2 separate regions of the Pan troglodytes genome follow, and region 2 is linked to region 1. A link is a contact called in public Hi-C data. All regions are on one chromosome and are shown on one strand. Each heading gives the region's core, a stretch centred on a gene start, on an enhancer-like site or on the middle of the called end of the contact. The rest is flanking DNA. Distances are from core to core; before and after follow the strand shown.

Region 1 (4,325 bases), core at 542-3,041:
TATTTCTGCCTATGATTAAAAGCTACATGCAAGTAACTTGTTAAGTGACTATTAATACAATTCAATGTTTATAAACGAATGAGACTCTAGTAATCTACTAAGCCTAGTTGCCAAAAATGGGTGGAAAAGTTGCAAAGATCCTTCCGCAATTGCACACGTAAGATCAGCTGGAAATCTTACAGTTCTCAGAAGAACTCCATTATCACTATTGAGGAAATTAGTGGTAGTTTTCAATTGCTGCTATTTTTGCTTTACTCTTCAATTACAGTTCATTCAGCATCATCATTTTCAAGTTAGTTTGATTCATGTGGTGTATAATGATAGGTATTACATTAACAGTATCCTTATTTTGAAATTTTCCAGTAATTAAATCTTGACATGCATATGTCATGTTTCAAATATGAACCATACCCAATTGTTAAAGCGCATCTATCATCCTTACTCCAAGCCTATTTGTACATAATAGTCCACTGCCAATGAATAATTATGAACCAGAAAGCAGGAACATGCAAGTTAAGTAGATTTTTACATGCCTAAGTCAGCTAAGGTTAAAAAAAAAAAAAAAAAAAAGCTGGCATCTTTGCCATAAGCAAGCAATCTATTCTAGCCTGCCAGGTCACACTGTTTACACCCTAGTGGTCTTCCCCAAACATTATCTTAATTTTCACAGCCCTATAAATTCTATCCACCACTTCATGGAATCTCACACCCCCTTAACTGATCTTCTTCCTTCACCACTGCCTTAAACAATTCCTTGCCAAAGAAAATCTGTTCTCCTATTTCCATTTAAAAAAAAAAAAAAGCCACATCTTAAGACAACATTCACAAACACTCCTTTATCCATGCCCAAGGAATGGAGTGTCAGACCCAAAAACGGCGAGGAGCCATTAATGCCTCTCCCTGAAATCTCTCTGCAAGTAGATTTCTTCTTTTTATCATTAATAAAGTAGGTTTCAGGCACATCCTTCTCACCCCATCCCCAAACTCAGATCCCCTTGCATTAAGGGTCTACTCTATTACTTTAACCTTCTGTCCCTATTACCTCCTACTGCAAATAGTCAAAGAAAAGTGACCACTGGATACCCACTGAGTAAGTCAAGATTTTCAAGCTTGAGAGGCAAGAGAAGTGAGACAGGGAAATGAATTCCCATGTGTCTTTATTGTTAAGATACAGAGTCTCACTATGCTGCCCAGGCTGGTCTTGAACTCTGCAGCTCAAAAAATCCTCTTGCCTCAGCCTCCTGAGGAGCTGGGACTATAGGCCCCATATATTTTTAGAGTTTTTGTACATGCTCTTAGAATGACCTAAGGGTATACAACTCCCTTCTCCAAGATTCTGAAGCCTAGCTGTACCAGAAAATCTTGTTCCGAGTTTTGCAAGCACAGGTTTTCTATTTTTCAGTCTGAGTGCTCTTCCCTCTTTGGTTAGGGCCTGTTGCCACCTAATGGACAAAACTGGCATACCCACCAATACATTAACACAGGTTCTCACCTCGGTGCTTCCAGAATAGACCACTAGATGGAGACTTAAAAACTGAAGGAGGAGGAGAGAGTGCTTACGCCCATCTAGAAAGCCTATTAGTTGGTTTATGACTACACGAAAAATTAAACTAATGCAGATTCAACAAATAAAAGGGAATATGCCCAAAATGAGAAATTAAGGAAAAATAAAAGCCTTCTGGAGGCTGGGTGTAATGGCTCACACCTGTAATCCCAGCACTTTGGGAGGCCGAGGCAAGGGGACCACTTGAGGCCAGGAGCTGGAGACCGGCCTGGTCAACAGGGCAAAACCCCTTCTCTACTAAAAATACAAAAATTAGCCAGGTAGGTGACACACGCCTGTAGTCCCAGCTACTCAGGAGGCTAAGGCACAAGAATCGCCTGAACCTGGGAGGCGAAGGATGCAGTGAGCCAAGATCACGCCACTGCACTCCAGCCTGGGCGACAGAACAAGACCCTGTCTCAAAAAAAAAAAAAAAAAAACGTCTTTTGAAGGCAGTATGGCACCAAGATTAAAACATAGGTTTTGGCTCTTCTACACATAATCACAAAAATCCATTAACAAAATATTACCAAGTTGAATTCAGCAACACTGGAAAATTATAATACATCACTGACCACATGAGGTCTATTTCAGGATTAAAAGGCTAGCCTGAGTTTCAAAATTCAATCAGTGTAATCCACCATATTAAGTCTAAACAATCTAGATGGAGAATTGGTATGAAAACGTAACTGATTTACAGATTAGTAATTAATTATTAATCTGAAAACAACACCACTCATGATAAAAAAAACTCTTAGCAAACTAGCAACAGCATTTTCTCAAGTTGATAAAGGGCATCTACAAAAACCCTATAGCTTCCTGATTTCAAAATTTACTACAAAGCTACAGTAATCACAACAGTCTGGTATTAACATAATGACAGACATAGACCAATGGAATAAAATAGGGAGCCCAGTACTAAACCCTCATATATATGGTCAAACAATTTTTGTCAAGGTTACCAAGACCACTCAATAGAGAAAGAATAATCACATGGTACTGATAAAATAATATCCACATGAGAAAAAAATGAAGCTGGCCTTTACCTTTATACCATACACAAAAATTAACTCAAAATCGATCAAAGACTTAAACATAAGCCCTAAACTATAAAACTTTTAGAAAAAAAAAAACAGGAGATAGCTTCATGACAATGGGTTTGGCAATGGTTTATTGGATATAATACAAAAAGCATAGGCAATAAAAGAAAAAACTGCTCGATAACATGAAAATGTAACTTTTGTGCATCGACGGACACAACGGAATGAAAAAGCAACCTGCAGAATGGATGAAAATATTTGCAAATCATGTATCTGTTAAGAGATTAATATACAGAACACAGAAAGAACTCGTATAACTGAAACAAAAACCCATAAAGAATCCAATTAAATAGGCAAAAGACCTCAATAAACATTTCTCCAAAGAAGACACACAAATGGTCAATAAGCACATGAAAAGATGCTCAATATCACTAATCATTAGGGAAATGCAAATCAAAGCCACAATGAGATATTATCTCACAACCATTAGGAGAGCTACTATCAAAAACACAGTAAATAAGTGTTGGTGAGTATGTGGAGAAACTGGAACCCTAGAGCACTGCTGATGAGAACGTAAAGTGGTGCGGCAGCTATGGAAAACAGTATGGTGATTCCTGAAAAATTAAAAACAGAATTACCATAGGGTCCAGCAATTCCACTTCCGGGTATACACCCCAAAGAATTGAAAGTAGAGACTTGAAGAGAGACACCCATGTATACTCATGTTTACAGCAGCATTATTCACAATAACCAAATGGTGAAAGCAACCCAAGTGTCCACCAATAGGTGAATGGATCAACAAAATGTGGTATATACATGCAATGGAATCTTATTCAGCCTCAAAAATGAAGGAAATTCTAACACTATACAACATAGATAAACTTTAGGCACATTATGCTAAGGGAAATAAGCCAGTTACAAAAGGACAAAACTGCATGATTCCACTTAAATGAGGTACCTAGAGTAGACAAATTCATAGAGACAAAAAGTAGAATGGTGGTTACCAGGAGCAGGGGAGAATGGTTATTGTTAATGGGTACAGAGCTTCAGTTTTGCAATATGAGAAGAGTTATGTGGATGGATGCTGGTGATAGCTGCACAACCAGTGTGAATGTACTTAATGCCACTGATCAGCACATTTAAATATGGTTAAGATGGTAAATGTTACGTCATGTATATTTTACCAGAACTCTACAAAATAAAAGAAAGCCCAATAGAGGTGTCATCATACTTGATACTGAAATTGAACTCCTTCCCCTAAGATTAAGAACAAGGTGAGAACATCATTCTCACCATTTCTATCTATCATTGTACTGGAAATCTTAGCCAGTGCAATAAGAAAAATAAATAAGTCATAAACATCAAAAAGGAAGAAGTAAACTCTCTTTATTCACAGATGTACACATAAAAAGTCCCAAGAAATTTATTTTTTAAAGTTACTAGAACTAACAAATTTAACAATGTCACAAGATACAAATACATAAAAATCAACTGCATTTACATATACTAGCAACAATTGGAAAATAAAATTTAAAAATAATATCATTTACTATAACATTAAAAAACAAAATACTTAAGGATAAAGATGTATAAGATCTCAACACTAAACTTTTTAAAACACTAACAAGAAAAAAGAAAGATGACCTAAATAAGGAGAAAGATACACTGACTTCGTGGATTAGAAGACTCAACATTGGCTGGGCACGGTGACTCATGCCTGTAATCCCAGCACTTTCGGAGGC
Region 2 (4,324 bases), core at 1,811-4,310, 160 kb before region 1:
ACAATATTTTCCCCATCCCACTTCCTGCCATGGCCCTCCATCACAGTCAATCCATCTAACCAGGGAGCATCCTATCACTACTGAGTTATTTGCTGAAGGACCAACAGAAAAGTAGGACTTGATCATGGCCCTTGAGGGGCTCATTGTCTAATAATGAGGGAAACAGATGAGTGAACAGAGAAAGATAACACAAGATGACCAGGGTTATGGCAGAAGGCATGCAAAAAAGCTGTGGAAGCACAGGAGGGTTATCTGGTGGGGGATGGTGTCCCTTGAACCTTGAAGTCAGGAGTAGAAGAAGGGGTGGATGAAACCCCCTCTTCTTCCAGGCAGATGAAACCACATGTGCAAAACAGGAAACATCACTGGGTTTTTGAAGAACTAGGATGGAATGCAGATTGTGAGTGGGGAACACCAAATGGAGAAGGAAAGGGATCAGGTGGCTGATGCCAGTGTCACAGGGGCCTTGAAAATCACCTTAAGGAGCCTGACTTTATCCCGAAGACTGCAAGATGGGTAAGGAACATACATGGGGGATACTAGTGCAGTAGTGGGGATGGACAGACAGGGCCCAGTCTCCATTCACCACCCTTCTTTAGATCTTCCTCATTGCTTTGCTAAGGAGTTTTCTGACCAGCCAACTTTCAGGTCTGAAAAGATACTCAGTTCCATATCCAAAGATGGAGGACAACAGAGAGCTGTCTTGCACATAGGTGAAAAAGCCCCAGCCACAAATGGCAGCTGCATTTTTTTAATAGTTAATTTTTTAAATTTTGAGGTAAGTTTAGACTTTATACAAGAGTTGCAAAAATAGTATGGAGAGTTCCCATACACCCTCCTCCTTTTAACAATGGACATAATCATGTCTAGTCATCAAAACTAGGAAATTAACTTTGGTACAATACTATTAACCAAAGTACATACTTTATTTTGATTTCTCCAGTTGTTTCACTGATATCTTTTGTTCCAGAACACAATCCAGGGGCCCACATTGCATTTAGCTGTCATGCCTTCATAGTCTTCTCCAATCTGTGACAGCTCAGTCTTTCCTTGTTTTTTTGTGACTTTGACACTTTTCAAATGGGTATTTTGTCAAATGTCAGTTATTCTGAAGAATGTCCCTCAATATGGGCTTGTTTGTTTTCTCAGGATTAGACTGAGTGAACTTACCTCTCTGTGTGTGTATATGTGTGACCTTCTCAGCGTTTCATATCAGGGGGTATATACAATGTTGGTGTGTTTTATTGGTACTGTTAATCTTGATCACTTGGCTAAAGTTATGTCTGTCAGAATTCTCTAAATAAACTTACTATTTTTCCCTTTGTAATTACTATATATTTGCAGACTATGCAAATATTCTGTTTCTGTTGACATTGATGCCACTTATTTAGCATCCATTAGTAGGTTTTGCTTGTCGCAATTATTACTGTGATGTTCTAATGGTGAATTTTTTTTTTTTTTTTTTTTTGGTTTGTTGCCCAGGGTGGAGTACAGTGGCGTGGTCTTGGCTTACTGCAACCTCCGTCTCCCAGGTTTACCTTAGCCTCCAGAGTAGCCGGGACTGTAGGCACATGCCACCGTGCCAGCTAATTTTTGTATTTTTTTTTGTATAGACGGGGTTTCAGCATGATACCAAGGCTGGTCTTGAACTCCTGAGCTTAAGCAATCCACCTGCTCCGGCCTCCCAAAGTATTGGGATTACAGGCATGAACCACTGTGCCCAGCCCTAATGGTGATTTTTCTATTTCCCTCATTCCTTCTACATTTATATTTATATTTATATTTTTAGAGATGGAGTCTCACTATGCTGCTCAGGCTGGTCTTGAACTCCAGGGCTCAAGTGATCCTCTTGCCTTGGCCTCCCAAAGTGCTGGGATTACAGGTGTGAGCCACTAAGCCTGGCCTCCTTCTACATTTGTTAATCAGAATTCACTTAAAGGAAAAATGATCACTTCTCTTTATTTATTCACTTATTCCTTTCGGTATGAACTCATGGATATTTTTATCCTTTGGGTTATAAATTAATCCTACAGTTATTGTTCCTCAAGTTGTTCCACCGTTGGCCATCAGAAGTTCTTTCAGGTTGGCTTCTGTGCCCTTTGATATGCTTCCTTTCTTTTTTTAGAAAGCACTTCCTAACTTGCTGGCCCCTTAAGATGCTCCAGGATCATTTTACATTTCCCCTACCCCAGCCTTGGAATCAACCAGTTTTCCAATGAGTCCTCATTCCTTTCATTGATATTTGGAAGCCAAGATCTGGGTGCTGGGTGTACTCATTGCTCCTGGGGTATCTGCTTCTAGCCCTTCTCAGTGGCTAGAGCTTGGAAATATACATATGTACACTAACTTACCTACCCACACAAGGTATCTATGTATTTTTAAATCTATCTGAAACACGAATACATATTGATACACTGATTCCAATCTAGCACGAGGGGATTCATTCTGGCCTTCTCCTTTGCTGATTTATAACTTCTTTCTTTCTCTGATGTGAGAAACCTGACTCTCATTGTCCACAATATATTTACTTGCTGATTCTACTCTATTATACAAATGAAGTAGCGAAAAAATTCCTAACACATAACCATGAGAGAAACAAATTTTACAAACTAGAGTGCTTTGTTTGTATGTAATTCTTTTTGTTTTTAGCCTTACAGTATACAGTCAAAATACTTTTCAAAGGTTAGCTCCTTTTTTCTCCAACCCCTTAAGTGTGGTTATGTGACTCATTTGTAACACCAGCTAGATTCATTTGTCATAGTGTGCATTCTTTCTCTCTGCCCTGTAACCCCCAAAACATCCTAGCTGATTAAACAAATTTTCACATATAGTAACATTTATTTTTTTGTGGTGTAAAGTTCTATGGGTTTTGACAAATGCACAGAATTATGTGTGAACCACCACAGGTCCATACAGAACATTCCTTACCCCCAAAATACTCCCATGGCAGCTGCAATTTTAATCCTGCTTTCGCAGCACCAACCAGGAGGTGGCAGAGTTTCTCTCCCTGACGCAGACTTCACCAGGCAACTGAGTCTGCCTGCTCTGCATGCAAACAGTCCTAAGGAGACAGCTAGCTCCCTGTCCCTCATACTCCGTGTGTCTTCTGACTATGGTCAGAGGGGTTATAAGGTTAAGTTTCTTCTTCCCTAAAACAGGTGAGTTTTGCTGGAAGCCTCAGAATCTCACACTCCAGCTGAACAAGCAGGATGATTCATCAGAGACAGCAGTCAAGAAGGCAACCCATAATAACTAAGCTTTCATAAGATACTCACAGTGAGGGCAACAAAGGGAGATGAGAGAAGTGGAGGCCAAAACCAAAACAGGGTGAGGGCAGGAAGTTGACAGACTCTTCAGACAGTACATGTTTGGTATTGGTGGCTGGAAAAGATTTCAATAAGAGGAAACTGACAGTGGGGAAGGGAAAAGATCTCCAAGTAGAGGAAAAAACCTGAGTACAGGCACAGCAGTGTAAGGCATCCCTGAGGCACAGTGTTCAGAAATGAGTTAGAAAGACAGGCAGGGGACAAACTTGGTAACACTTCAAATGTCCTACTATGGCAGTCATCATCCAGTAAACACAGGGCATTCCAACATGTAAACAGCTATGCCACATGGTAGACATGTGAAGCAGTACATTGTCCGTGTCCGTATTAAGCAGGTACAAGCTCTGCTTAATAACAAATTATAATTTAGTTAACTATTAACTGTCAACATAACCACCCCTAAACTATTGCTAACTCATTTTACCTCCCTAAGCTGTATCTGTAAACTGGGGATAATAGTTAATAACAGGGTTGTTGTATGTATTCAGTGGTAGAATATATATATGGAGGGTACATAAATAAGTGCTCAATATTAGTATTTATAATAAATTATAAACCACCTAAATTTATCTAAATGCACTTCCACATCTCTCTTACCTTTCTTCATGATGGGCAAGTTTTTAAAAGGTCCTTCTTATCTCATACACAATAAAACCAGTCTGAGTATATCTGGATGTCTGCATTCATAATGCTATAAAACCAGTTTGAATAGTTCATTATATCTGACTAACACCCCCATCCCTGAACACTGCTGCTATGAACCCCTAATACCTTGCTGGGTATTTTATATGTTATCATACTTAATCCTGTAGAGAACTCTGAAGGGTAAGTAACATACCATCTTAAAGGTAAGATAATTGAATATTGGAGATATAAAGCAAACTTCCTAAGGTCACAGAGCTAAAAGCTAGTCTGTTTGCCTCTAGAGCCTCTCTTCTTTCTGCTGAATGACACTGCTCTATTCTACTCTCCACTCTCCATGGGAATACCACTCTAGG

What was found. A called contact is a pair of places that touch in the nucleus more often than the background predicts.
Region 2: a contact with region 1 is called in a Hi-C map of induced pluripotent stem cells, with 2.9 times the contacts expected there. The contact joins two enhancer-like sites. A contact is called at or near these places in 3 of 7 Hi-C or Micro-C datasets (induced pluripotent stem cells and stem cell-derived neural progenitor cells).

What each region holds. Positions count from the first base shown.
Region 1 is chr11:13,743,162-13,747,486 of NHGRI_mPanTro3-v2.0_pri, reverse strand. The region is part of intron 2 of NR6A1 (nuclear receptor subfamily 6 group A member 1); the gene reads right to left. Among named protein-coding and RNA genes, the nearest start is that of MIR181B-2, 15 kb to the left of the region's middle. Within about 2 kb of position 1,791, at least 1 of the 24 cell types and tissues checked has an H3K27ac peak or open chromatin away from gene starts, as enhancers often do. A contact at or near this core is called in induced pluripotent stem cells, where this site is marked.
Region 2 is chr11:13,902,732-13,907,055 of NHGRI_mPanTro3-v2.0_pri, reverse strand. The region is part of intron 3 of NR6A1 (nuclear receptor subfamily 6 group A member 1); the gene reads right to left. Among named protein-coding and RNA genes, the nearest start is that of NR5A1, 44 kb to the left of the region's middle. Within about 2 kb of position 3,060, at least 3 of the 24 cell types and tissues checked have an H3K27ac peak or open chromatin away from gene starts, as enhancers often do. A contact at or near this core is called in induced pluripotent stem cells, where this site is marked.